Linked DNA regions of Gossypium hirsutum: all the other regions are linked to region 1. A link is a contact called in public Hi-C data. All regions are on one chromosome and are shown on one strand. Each heading gives the region's core, a stretch centred on a gene start, on an enhancer-like site or on the middle of the called end of the contact. The rest is flanking DNA. Distances are from core to core; before and after follow the strand shown. Region 1 has its middle 19 kb from the start of LOC121219770. Region 2 holds the start of LOC107954390 (pto-interacting protein 1). Region 3 holds the start of LOC107954391 (dnaJ homolog subfamily B member 6).

Region 1 (3,628 bases), core at 390-2,889:
TCACATTCACCTTTTTTAATAACTGGATTGATGGTTGAACAGCCCAGACCATCGATTCATGATTCAACCAATTCGATCGATTCAATCATTGGACCAATAATAATTAATTAATTAATTAAAATTTCATAAAGATTTAAAAAAGTAAAAAAATATTAATTTGTTTCAACTATTTATTTTTGTCTTAGTTTTCGAGTTTTACCAATTTCAAGCAGTTTCCAAGTCAATCGGTTTAACTCCTTTATTTGGACATATCGATTATTTCTTGGTCCATAAGATCCGATCTTGTTCCAGTAACACTGGTCACATCATTAAACCTTGACTTTATTCCAAGTTTAGGGACGCAAATGGATCTAGTTACAAAGTTCTAAGACCAAAGTGGACAAAAAAATATAGATACCAAAGTAGGTTTAGTTACAAAATTTAGGGCCAAAAATTATATTATCCCTATTTAAAATGATATACTTTTATAAATTTATATGTATTTATATATTAAATAAAATTAATTTATTCAATTGAAATAAATATAAATGGTGGTTACTTAAATCTATGTATTATAAATTTAAAATGTTAAAATATATATTCTAGAAAAAGGGTTAAAATCTAGGCATAATGTTTTTTTGGTGATCCAATTTTACAAAAAAAAAAAATATTTTCACCCTCCATTTAATTTTTTTACTTCTGTTAGCCCTTGAACCTGTAATTTTTGTCAAATCACTCTAAAATGGATGAGAAAAGATAAAGTTTATTAACTTTGTTAACATGTTATACATGTAGATTGTCATGTTAGTATTCAATTAATTTTTAAAACTTAAAAATATTGGAAAAAATATTTTTTATATATATATTTTTATAAATTTTAATGAATTTTATTTTTTTAAATTTTTTGAACTTTTTAAATTTTAAAAAATTAATTAAATATCAACATGACAATCCACATGTATGCAATGCCAATAAAGTTAAAAAACGTTAATTTTCTCATTCATTTTGAGGTGATTTGACATAAAAAAAATATAAATTTAAGGGCTAAAAAAAGTTAAAATTTAAATGAAGGACTAAAATAATTTTTTTATAAATTTAAAGGGTCAAAAAATTCATTATACCTAAAATCTATATTATTATTTTATCCGCTAACCATTATTTATAAACTCATAATCATATAAACTTAAACTAACTTTTCTAAATACCGGCAAAAATAAAAAAATTTTCTCGTGCAGTATATAAGTCATTTTGTTTTTATCTTTACTGTTGCCATTGTTTACCTTCTTCTACCTTCCTCTTCAAATTCGTAGTTTATTGAAACAAATTAAACAAAGTTTGTATCGATTGATTGGGAAGTAAAGTAATAAAAATAAATAAATTACACAATTAATCATTTATCTTTCATAAGTTTTCATTTTAGACACTAAAAAGATTACAAATTACACAAACATTTTCATTTTAGTCGCCCATTAATGCAATGTTATTGTACACTCATTTTTTTTTTGAAAAAACCCGGAGGTTAAAACTTTAATTGATCGCATCCTTTAAAACAAGATTATGGATCTCCGTCGGAAAATCCATGTTAAAATCCATACAACTCTTGTTAATAAAAGCCCATTTACAAAGAGCATCAGCTACTTTGTTACAACACCGAGGGGCCCAATTAACCTTAAAAAAATTGAAACCAGCAGTGTGCTTACGAATCTCTTTCACCTAGTGGCCTATCAACGTCAAATCCTCCTTTCTGCTATTGAAACGATTAACAATGCTTGCACAATCAGACTCCACCGACACATACTTCCAGTTTTTAGACCGAGCGTACTTGATACTCTCATCCAAGGCATACATCTCCGCCCACTCAATACTCGAAACATTGTCAATCATGCCCACATGCCCCCCGTAAACGAAACCATCAGCATCCCTTGCCACCAGACCATAAGACACCAAGCTCTCCTGAATAGTAGCATCAAAGTTGATCTTGATAAACCCTGCCTCAGGCTTCTGCCAGGCTCTTTCCACAATGGGCTTAGGGATCATCGGCCTATCCAACAGATTAAAAATACGGAAATCCTTATTCAAAGCCGCAGCCTTGTCCCAAATCACCTTGGCATCCTCCTCCACGTTTATTGTACACTCATTTAGTCACTGTACTTTAATAAGTTTCATTTTGTTTACTCATAAATTATTATAAAAAATAATAATTTATAAAAAGATATGAGTGACCAAAATGAATACTTATTAAGTTGGATGAGTAAAATGTGTGTATAATAACATTAAATTAGCTACAGATGATCAAAATGAAAACTTATTAAAATTTAGTGACTAAAATAAAAATAATTATTAACAATCATACTCAATTTATAATTTTTTTATTTTCAATACCCAAAATAAAAATTTAAAAATTGGTTTCCCACCTTCTAGTTTACCTAAAAAAAATCGTTCATCTCATGTTTGTTATTTGCTATTGATGTTTTCTTTCCCTGCCTTTAATATGGTAAGCTCTTATTTCTGTTATGAATCTAATTTATCTCTTTGCTATCTTTGACGTAAACAATAGCTTATTTAAAAACAATAAATGTAAGGTTGGTTACGGTTCACCTTTTTCATTACTCTATTTTTCTATTTATTTTTTTTTAGTTTGCAGATCTATTTTGTGGGTATTTTTATTGTCTTCATAAATTGTCATGAATAGATAACGGTGTCTGTCATCATTGAAACTCTACTGACCACCAGCAGTTTCTCTTGAAAAGTAGGCGGCTCTTTGTCGACTTCTTAATTTGTTTATGTTTTTAGAGTATTTCAAAATAATAAATTATTTCACGAGTCGGTTTGGACCTATATTATCTAAGTTTTATATGTTTTTTTTGTATTTCATTGTTTAATAAGTTTTCACTTTTAAAATTTTTTGTTTGCTCTTGTAGTACGCTTTTTTTTGTCTTGCTTATTCATATAGTTTTGCTTTTGCAAGTGATTTTAGGGATGATTTTGTCACATTCCTTTTCAAGATGCTCCATTCTTTTGTCGATTTTTGTCCACCGCTTTGGACCATCCAGGGGGCTGATTTCCTTTATTAAGTACTTTCAATCACTCCAAATATGTCGTGCTTGAATTGTGACAGAGTCAAGTTGTCAACGTGCCATAATGTTTACTTGATGCTAAGACTAAAGCCTTTGTTGTGTTGATGGAACTTGTCCTTCACTACTTAGGACGGATGCTTTTGCTTTTTCCCTAAATTGTATTCATTCATGGAATGAATTATTGAATTTCCCTTTTAAAAAAAATAAATGTACTACAAAGCATAAGTAATATATAAAAACACATGCCACATAATGGCTGTAGACCTCCTAAAAAAAGACGTGTGTAGAAATAAATACTAAAGAGATTTCAAGAGAAATAAATGATTCAATGATCTGATCAAATAAAATAATATTACTATGGTTCGAGAGAAAGTAAAAGTCTCTACTTCGACTCGGACACGACAGTGGAAGTGTGTTGAATCAAGAACAGATAGTAAGCGCCTTTATTATGGACGCTTTATTCTGTCTCCACTTATGAAAGGCCAAGCCGACACAATAGGCATCGCGATGCGAAGAGCTTTGCTTGGAGAACTAGAAGGAACATGCATTACACGTGCAAAATCTGAGAAAAT
Region 2 (3,832 bases), core at 278-2,777, 140 kb after region 1:
TTCTCAATAAAGTTTTGATCTTTATTCCCTTTATTCCCCAATCAAAATTTTGGGTTTCTTTAAACATTTGTTGTTGGAGAAAGAAATGAGTTTAAGAAATTGAATATGAAACTCTTACAAAAATAAGTTGGAGAGAATCCAAAATTTCAATTACAAATCTCTCAGGGATTTTCTTTTTATTTAAAGCTAAAACAAAAATCGATGGAAGAGGAAGAGAAATCAAGAAATATTGTTTAAAATAAAAGGAATGCTTCTCTTGGGCTAATCTGAATTTGTAAAGTTTGTTTGTCGTGTTTGAGGTCGTTATTTATTAGTTCATCCTATTGTTCTTTTTGATTTTTTTTTTTGAAATTCTAAGTTAAAATTTGAGGAAGAAGATGACATTTGGATTTCTAGGGTACTTCAACTATTTAATTATTGTTTTCCTTTTATTTTGATTAATAATTAGTATCGAGGAAATTATATTTTAATCCTTTAAAGTGAAATGAAACACTTATGACATGGTAAATTGTCACATGTGGTATCCAATGATTGGTCCACGTGTAAAAAAAAAACGTTGTGTCAGATTTTTGTTAGAGCTTTTAATAGAAATGACCAAAATGAACAAACTATTTAACAGAGGTGTCTAAATTGCAAACTTTTTATTTTAAATACCTAAAATGATAATCTTTTATAGTTGATTACCTTAAAAAATCTATAAGTACTTGTATTAATACATTTCTAGAATAAATGTATATATTTAAAAAAAAAGAGATTTTTTTAAAGATATAATGATTTATTTGGCCTCAACTTTATAAAAAAAAAGTCTTTTTAGTTTTTCGTTTAATTTGTCCGTCTCTTTCAATCATTAAATTTGTATTATTTGTCAAATCGTCTCAAATGGCTTTGTTGATGTGACAGTCTACATATATGCCACATTAACATTTAATTATTTTACTCTTTTTAATAATTTTAAAGTTTTTTAAAAAATAATTAATTTGGATTTGACGAAAAAATAAAATCCTTTTCTAAACAAATTACGTATGGATTCCAGATGTTGGGTGTGAACTTTAACACTACACCATTTAGAATTAGTATAAAAATAATCATTTTTCTTTGTTAGTCGGATAACAGATTAACTTTTTTTTAAGAATAACGAATTAACATTTTTAAATGTGGCATGCATAAAACATAAGATTTCCACGCTACCAAATATATTCTATATTTAACTCTGGTTAAAAATAAAAAAAAATTAATATTAGAATCATACATTTGACTACGGCCAACAATCACCGAAAGCAGAAAGCATAGCTTTTTATCACTCAAAATTTAAATTAGTCCGTTTAATTATTCCTAAAATAGTGAGTGACAAGTTGAAGCTCACGTCAGCTGACCTGGCATTGGAAGATAGCTTCAAAAACAGGACTTTTTATTTTCTCTAACAACTTCTCTTTTTCTTTTTTTTTATAATTCAATCCAATAAAAAAATGACACGTAACCCAACTCGGTGGGCTTTGAACACCTCCCACTTCAAAATTCAACCCTGGTGGAATTGGAAATCAAGTCTGGCTAGCTCAGTGTAGAAAGAGCAAGAAAAAGGAAAACAAAAATCAAATGTACTAATAGTAATAACGTAAAAAAAAAGAAGCTTGAAAAATAATTTCAAATACAATCCAAGGCAACTACCGATAAAGTCAAGACTGTTTTTTCCCTTTTATTGTTTCACTTAACCTAAGCACCTTTCGCCGGCTTCACCGTCTCAGATCTTCACCTCAACTAATAGGCAGAGTCTCTTTTTGAACTGATTGCTTCACTTCATCGTCCCCAAATTTCAGGTGGTATTTCCATTATACGGATGTGTATATATATTATTTTCGTTTGGATGCTTTTGATTGACATGCAAACGGGTCAAAGTAATTAGGTGATTTTCGGTACTCACGAAACTGTTTGATTTTTTAAAACTGTGATAAAAAAAAAAAAAAGGTTGTTGAATGCTGTGTTTGACTGGCCTTTTATGCATAACCTTATAAGCTATACATTTGGTGAGTGGTTGATCTGTTTGATAGAGTGATTTAACTTGGATATCTGTGCTTCGTTTTACTGGGGGGAGTTTATTGAATAGAATTTCTCATAATATATCGATTTTAAGTAGTAGGGGAACTTTTAGGTATTTAAAGCGGGTGAAATTGTAGATTTGGGTATTTTCGTTTTATGAAAAGTTGTTGTGGCTGAAAGCCTTACCAAACTTTGTTTCCAATGATTTCAAGTTGATTGTGAGCAATACTGCCCTGTGGTTTCTTTTGATGTTTGCGCATGCCAGGCTGCATTTTGATAACCCAATGAAAGTTTAACTCAACTCACCTCTCATTTCATAGGATATTATGTGTGAGAATGAAATGCCGCAATTTCATGAGTTTATGGAATTGATCTCATATGCATACCTGGAATAGTTTTTTTTTTTTAAATTTCCTTTCATTTCTTTCTGCTCTTATGCAAAAGAAATAGGAGTCTGCTTTATAGCATGTTATTTGATTCAAGGACAAATATTATAACAAGATATGTTATCTGGTTTGCCAGACTAAAGAAATGCTCCACATGGACACAATGAAAAGACTTCCTGTTCTGTAATATCTGGACTTCAAACTAGTAGATTGTGAAAAAACTAAATGCATTTTACTTCTGCAGTTTTTCCTGGAAATTGCTTTCATCTATCTAACCTAATATTTGTGCTCTGCGCATTTGCATTTTGTTTGTTTTGTGGTTTCTATACAAGAAATCTGTTTTTTCTTTGGGTTAACAAAAAATGTGTTCTTCTTTTTTGATATTTGTACTCACAGATATTCTTCCTTGAATTCCTAGATTTGGATCTTGCAAATTAGAGATAATTCGCAAGAGGAACTATGAGTTGCTTTGGCTGTTGTGAAGAGGATGACATCCACAGAGCCGCTGATAATGGAGGCCAATACGTTGTTAAACATTCAGCAGGTAATCCTGTGGTTGAAATTCACATCAAGGCTGATAATATGCGACTTATGTATTTCTGCATCATCAATATAGTGAACTAGTTAAATGAATCATGATAAGTAAGATGGTATAAGCTCCTTTGATGCTTATGCCCATCGTTAGTCGGAGTTTAGTTTTAAATTGTTCCTTAGTTCCATTATACTTTTAGATTGGTATTTGCAGGATATATATATATGTTATTAATTTTCCTGCCTAATTTATTTTTCTACTTGTTACATGTTTATTCATATAGTTTTCTTTTGCATTTTATGGTTCCCTATGCTTTGTTTTGGCTGTACTAAATCCACTGCTGTAATCTGGGTTGATTTTGACCAATTAGGAAACGATGGAGGTTACCAGACTTCTGAAATTGCATCAAAGAGTGCTCAAACTGTGAAGGTTCAGCCTATTGAAGTCCCTGCTATTCCAGCTGATGAATTGAAAGAAATCACAGATAACTATGGTACAAATTCTTTAATTGGAGAAGGTTCCTATGGAAGAGTTTATTATGGGGTCCTTAAAAGTGGGCAGCATGCAGCAATCAAAAAGTTAGATGCCAGCAAGCAACCTGATGATGAGTTTTTGTCCCAGGTTCAATTCTCAGCTATAATTTATTGCATTACTCTGCATCTTGATATTATTTTTAGAGTTTCAGATTTATATCCATTGATGCATGGTTTTCAGGTTTCTATGGTATCAAGGTTGAAACATGAAAACTTTGTTCAATTGCTTGGTTACTGTGTTGATGGCAGCTCCCGTATACTTGCCTATGAGTTTGCATCAAATGGATCACTGCATGATATTCTCCATGGTATGTCTGATGATAGCTTGATTTGTTGCGCCAGTTGCA
Region 3 (3,515 bases), core at 965-3,464, 160 kb after region 1:
TCAAAAAAAAAAAAAAAACTCTATTTTTGTTGTGATTCTAGTTCTGACCTCTTTGTCTTCTGTGTCCCAAGTACCAAGTAACCGAGACTCACCTACCTATTTATTGCAAAATTCCTAGAATCCTAAATTAAGTTAACCTGGAATTTTGATTCTAGCTTATTTATCCCAACTTTTTAATTCTAGCCTAATCAAAATAAAATTCAAACCAAGCTACATTATCTAAAAAAAAAATTCGTTCTTTTTATATGTTTTTTTCTTTTTTTTTATGACTTCTAAAAAACTAAATTAAAAATAAGCTAAAAATAAATAAGCTCAAACTAAAACAGCGAATGCAAAAGTCATTTTGTTAGCCAAGGGGACAGCAGAAAGAGGCAAGGACAGATACTCTCCTATCTTCTAAGTTTAGACAACAAGCTATTATGTCTCCACAAAATGTGCTACCTTTGGAGAACATTAAACAAGAGATTTCTTCCCATGTTAGACTATCTATTGAGTTTGCAAACCATGATTTCTTGGAAAACTCAATATTTTCTCAAGAAGTCAGGAGAATTACCAGACCGTAGACAAGTATAAGCTTCAGCAATCTGCAAAAAATGCACATCTTTAGGTTATATTTGTCACAACCGTAAATGCAGTTGGAACTATTTTTAAACTGCAGAATACAGGATTAAAGATATCCACACAATTATCGCATTCAGTGCTCCCAGATGAAAGAAATATTTCATATTCAGATACAATAAATGAAATAAACTAATTGGAAAAACTTAATATTAATACTGCATCGGTTACTCGTTTTCCAGTATGTTGGCTCTTGTCAAGAATGGCAACCTCCAGAAAACGTACCATAATTTAGAAAGTATATGGCTCAAAAGGCCAGTCTAGAATGATAAGTTTCTGTGAAGGTTAGGTAAATTATTCCAAATAAAAACTACCGTTTGTTAAGACTAAACCTAGTCTTTACCAGGTAAATTTCAGTTTATCTCCCAAATCCAAGGTTAGACTTAACATGTTCAGCAGTTAGAAATCCAAAAAACTCGTGAAAGAATATAAACGTACTGCCAGATCTGATTACTCACCAGAACATACTATTCTAAATCGCTGCTTGCACCATGACTTAACCAAAACATGATACAAACCCCCAAGCAATCTAGCTCCCTCCAAAGAATTCAAATAGCCAATCCAAGGTAGACTTAACATGTTCAGCAGTTAGAATCCAAAAAAACTCGTGAAAGAATATAAACGTACTGCCAGTCTGATTACTCACCAGAACATACTATTCTAAATCGCTGCTTACATGCAAAAAGAATCAAGAAAGACTCCCCAAGTATATTTTAGATAGAGTGGAATTACTAACAGTCACAAAACTGCTCTAAGCTAATATCTCTCAAACCTAACATTGTAAAAATGCTTAGCTTGTTCAAATCAACCTCTAAAATGCTTAAGCTTGTCTCAACAAGCTTCAACAGTTCCTTTTCAGATCCCTAATGATCGCATCACTAGTAAGCCAGTACCCATATAACAACAATTCAAACCTGGCCCCGACGAAGATGTGCATTCCAATCAAAGAATATATTAGAAAACGGGTGAAAGTTTTAAAGGCACATCGATGCTTACCAACTTAAACTTAGACTCCGCCGAATGCTTTTCGTGAACTGGAAACAAGTCAGGATGCGATTCCCATACTTTCTTTCTATAAGCTGCTTTAATCTAAAATTCCAAATAAAAAACCATAAAAGAAATTAATAAAATATACAACTTCATAAACAAAGAAGAAAAAATCGAGAAATTTTGTTAGTCTAACTGATTTGAAGAAAGCAATCAAGGCCACAATCTCCAAAAGGAAAACAACTCGATTTATCAATTTCAATCCAAGTCAACAACCAAAAACAATGAGATTTAAAAAACCCCTAAAACAATCAAAGTTAAGAGCAAAATAAAATAAAATAAAAATGAAAAACTGAATGAAATTTGAAAAAGAAAGAAAAAAACCTGAGAAGGAGAAGGGCGAGAATTAGGGGGGAAGCCTAGCAGGAGTCTCGCTTCATCACCTTGCATTTCTGTGATTTAATTGGGCTGAGCTTTTCTTTGCTGGGCACTTAATTTTTTAATTAAGTGAAGCGTGGGCTTAATGCTAGTGCGTGTCAACAGGAAACTAATAGAGCGTGGCAAAGCGAAATCTACACTAGCGCGGCATTCGTAAGTGTTTTATTTAAACAAACTTTTTATCCCGTCCCATGCAAGATTATTTATATGTTTTAAAAAATTGTTAAATATATTTTAAAAAAAATACATCTTAAAATTATTTGTCAAATTATTAACTATTATTTTATCTATAATGAAAAATAATATAGATATTATTTATATTATAAATGTATATCAAATAATAAAAAGAAATCAATTAAAAAAGTATTATGCAAATAAATAAATTTGTAAGTTTTAATAAAAGAAAGTAAAAGGCTAAATTACGTAAAAATATCAATTTAAAAAAAATAATTGAGTGATTAGACCGATTTCTGGTATACTTATCGGAATAGGTCAATTTTAGAGAGAGTGTGAGTGAAAACGCGTCCAGTTGGGCGTGCTTTCCTGCACAATCAACAGAAAACACGTCTAGCTGGACATTTTTTCACCTAACGGTAACCTCCACCAACAGCCATAAAAAACAACTAGTTTTATTTCTATATAAACTCGGATCCTTTCCTCATCTTTTCATTCAAATCCAATTATCTCAATTCTCTTAAGAATTTAGTTTTAGAATTTTAATTAAAATTCTCTCAAGTTCGTCTTGATTTAATTTTGTTTTTCGATTTTTATTCATTTTAATTCAATTTTGGAATGGCAAATACTCTTATTCGTTTCGATGACAACCACGTTTCCGCATTTCAATTGCAAATGGGAAGACAATATTTCTAATATTTCTAATTTTAAGTTTATTATTAAGTTGCTAAAAAGATTAAAATTTATTTGTTCTTTTTGTTTTTTTATAATCAAGTTGAAGATCGAATTTTGGAGACATATATACACAATCTATCTTTGAGGCCATCACGTATGATTGTCAGAAGATGCGGGATTTTTGCACGTGTCCCGTATGCTCGGGGGTGTAAATTGGACCCCATACTTATCAATGTGTTGGTGGAAGGATAGGGACCCGAGACACGCACATGTCATCTTCCATGCGGTGAGTGTACAATCACACTCGAGGACGTTCAATTACAACTCAGTTTATCGGTAGATGGGCCAGTCGTTACGAGATCAGTTGTCGTTGGCGATTGGAGCAGCATTTGCTAGCAACTATTAGGCAAGGTGCCGAACAAGTTTTTTAGTAGCTGGATAAAGATGAAATGGTTGCAAGAAGATTTCCAAAATCTCCACGAGAGTTCAAGTCCCCTTGAAAGAGAACAATACGCCTTAGCACACATCCTGAGGTTAATTGGAGTTGTTCTAATGCCCGGTAGATCTCAAACTGTAACATCCTCAAAACCCCCTTGGTCGTAAATAATATAAGATAAATTTTT

The links. Hi-C and Micro-C count contacts between places; a contact is called where the count stands out from the background.
Region 2: a contact with region 1 is called in a Hi-C map of leaf, with 2.9 times the contacts expected there. The contact joins the promoter of LOC107954390 here to the enhancer-like site in region 1. A contact is called at or near these places in 5 of 34 Hi-C or Micro-C datasets (leaf and petal).
Region 3: a contact with region 1 is called in a Hi-C map of leaf, with 2.8 times the contacts expected there. The contact joins the promoter of LOC107954391 here to the enhancer-like site in region 1. A contact is called at or near these places in 5 of 34 Hi-C or Micro-C datasets (all in leaf).

Annotation. Positions count from the first base shown.
Region 1 is chrD07:21,221,857-21,225,484 of Gossypium_hirsutum_v2.1, forward strand. No RefSeq gene overlaps it. Among protein-coding and RNA genes, the nearest start is that of LOC121219770, 19 kb to the left of the region's middle. Within about 2 kb of position 1,640, at least 2 of the 9 cell types and tissues checked have an H3K27ac peak or open chromatin away from gene starts, as enhancers often do. A contact at or near this core is called in leaf, where this site is marked.
Region 2 is chrD07:21,362,141-21,365,972 of Gossypium_hirsutum_v2.1, forward strand. LOC107954390 (pto-interacting protein 1) reads left to right here and starts at 1,528. Exons shown (of 8, transcript XM_016889932.2): 1 at 1,528-1,814; 2 at 2,839-2,964; 3 at 3,323-3,573; 4 at 3,667-3,793. The coding sequence starts at 2,880.
Region 3 is chrD07:21,384,690-21,388,204 of Gossypium_hirsutum_v2.1, forward strand. LOC107954391 (dnaJ homolog subfamily B member 6) reads right to left here and starts at 2,215. Exons shown (of 6, transcript XM_016889934.2): 1 at 1,990-2,215; 2 at 1,615-1,707; 3 at 554-584. The coding sequence starts at 2,055.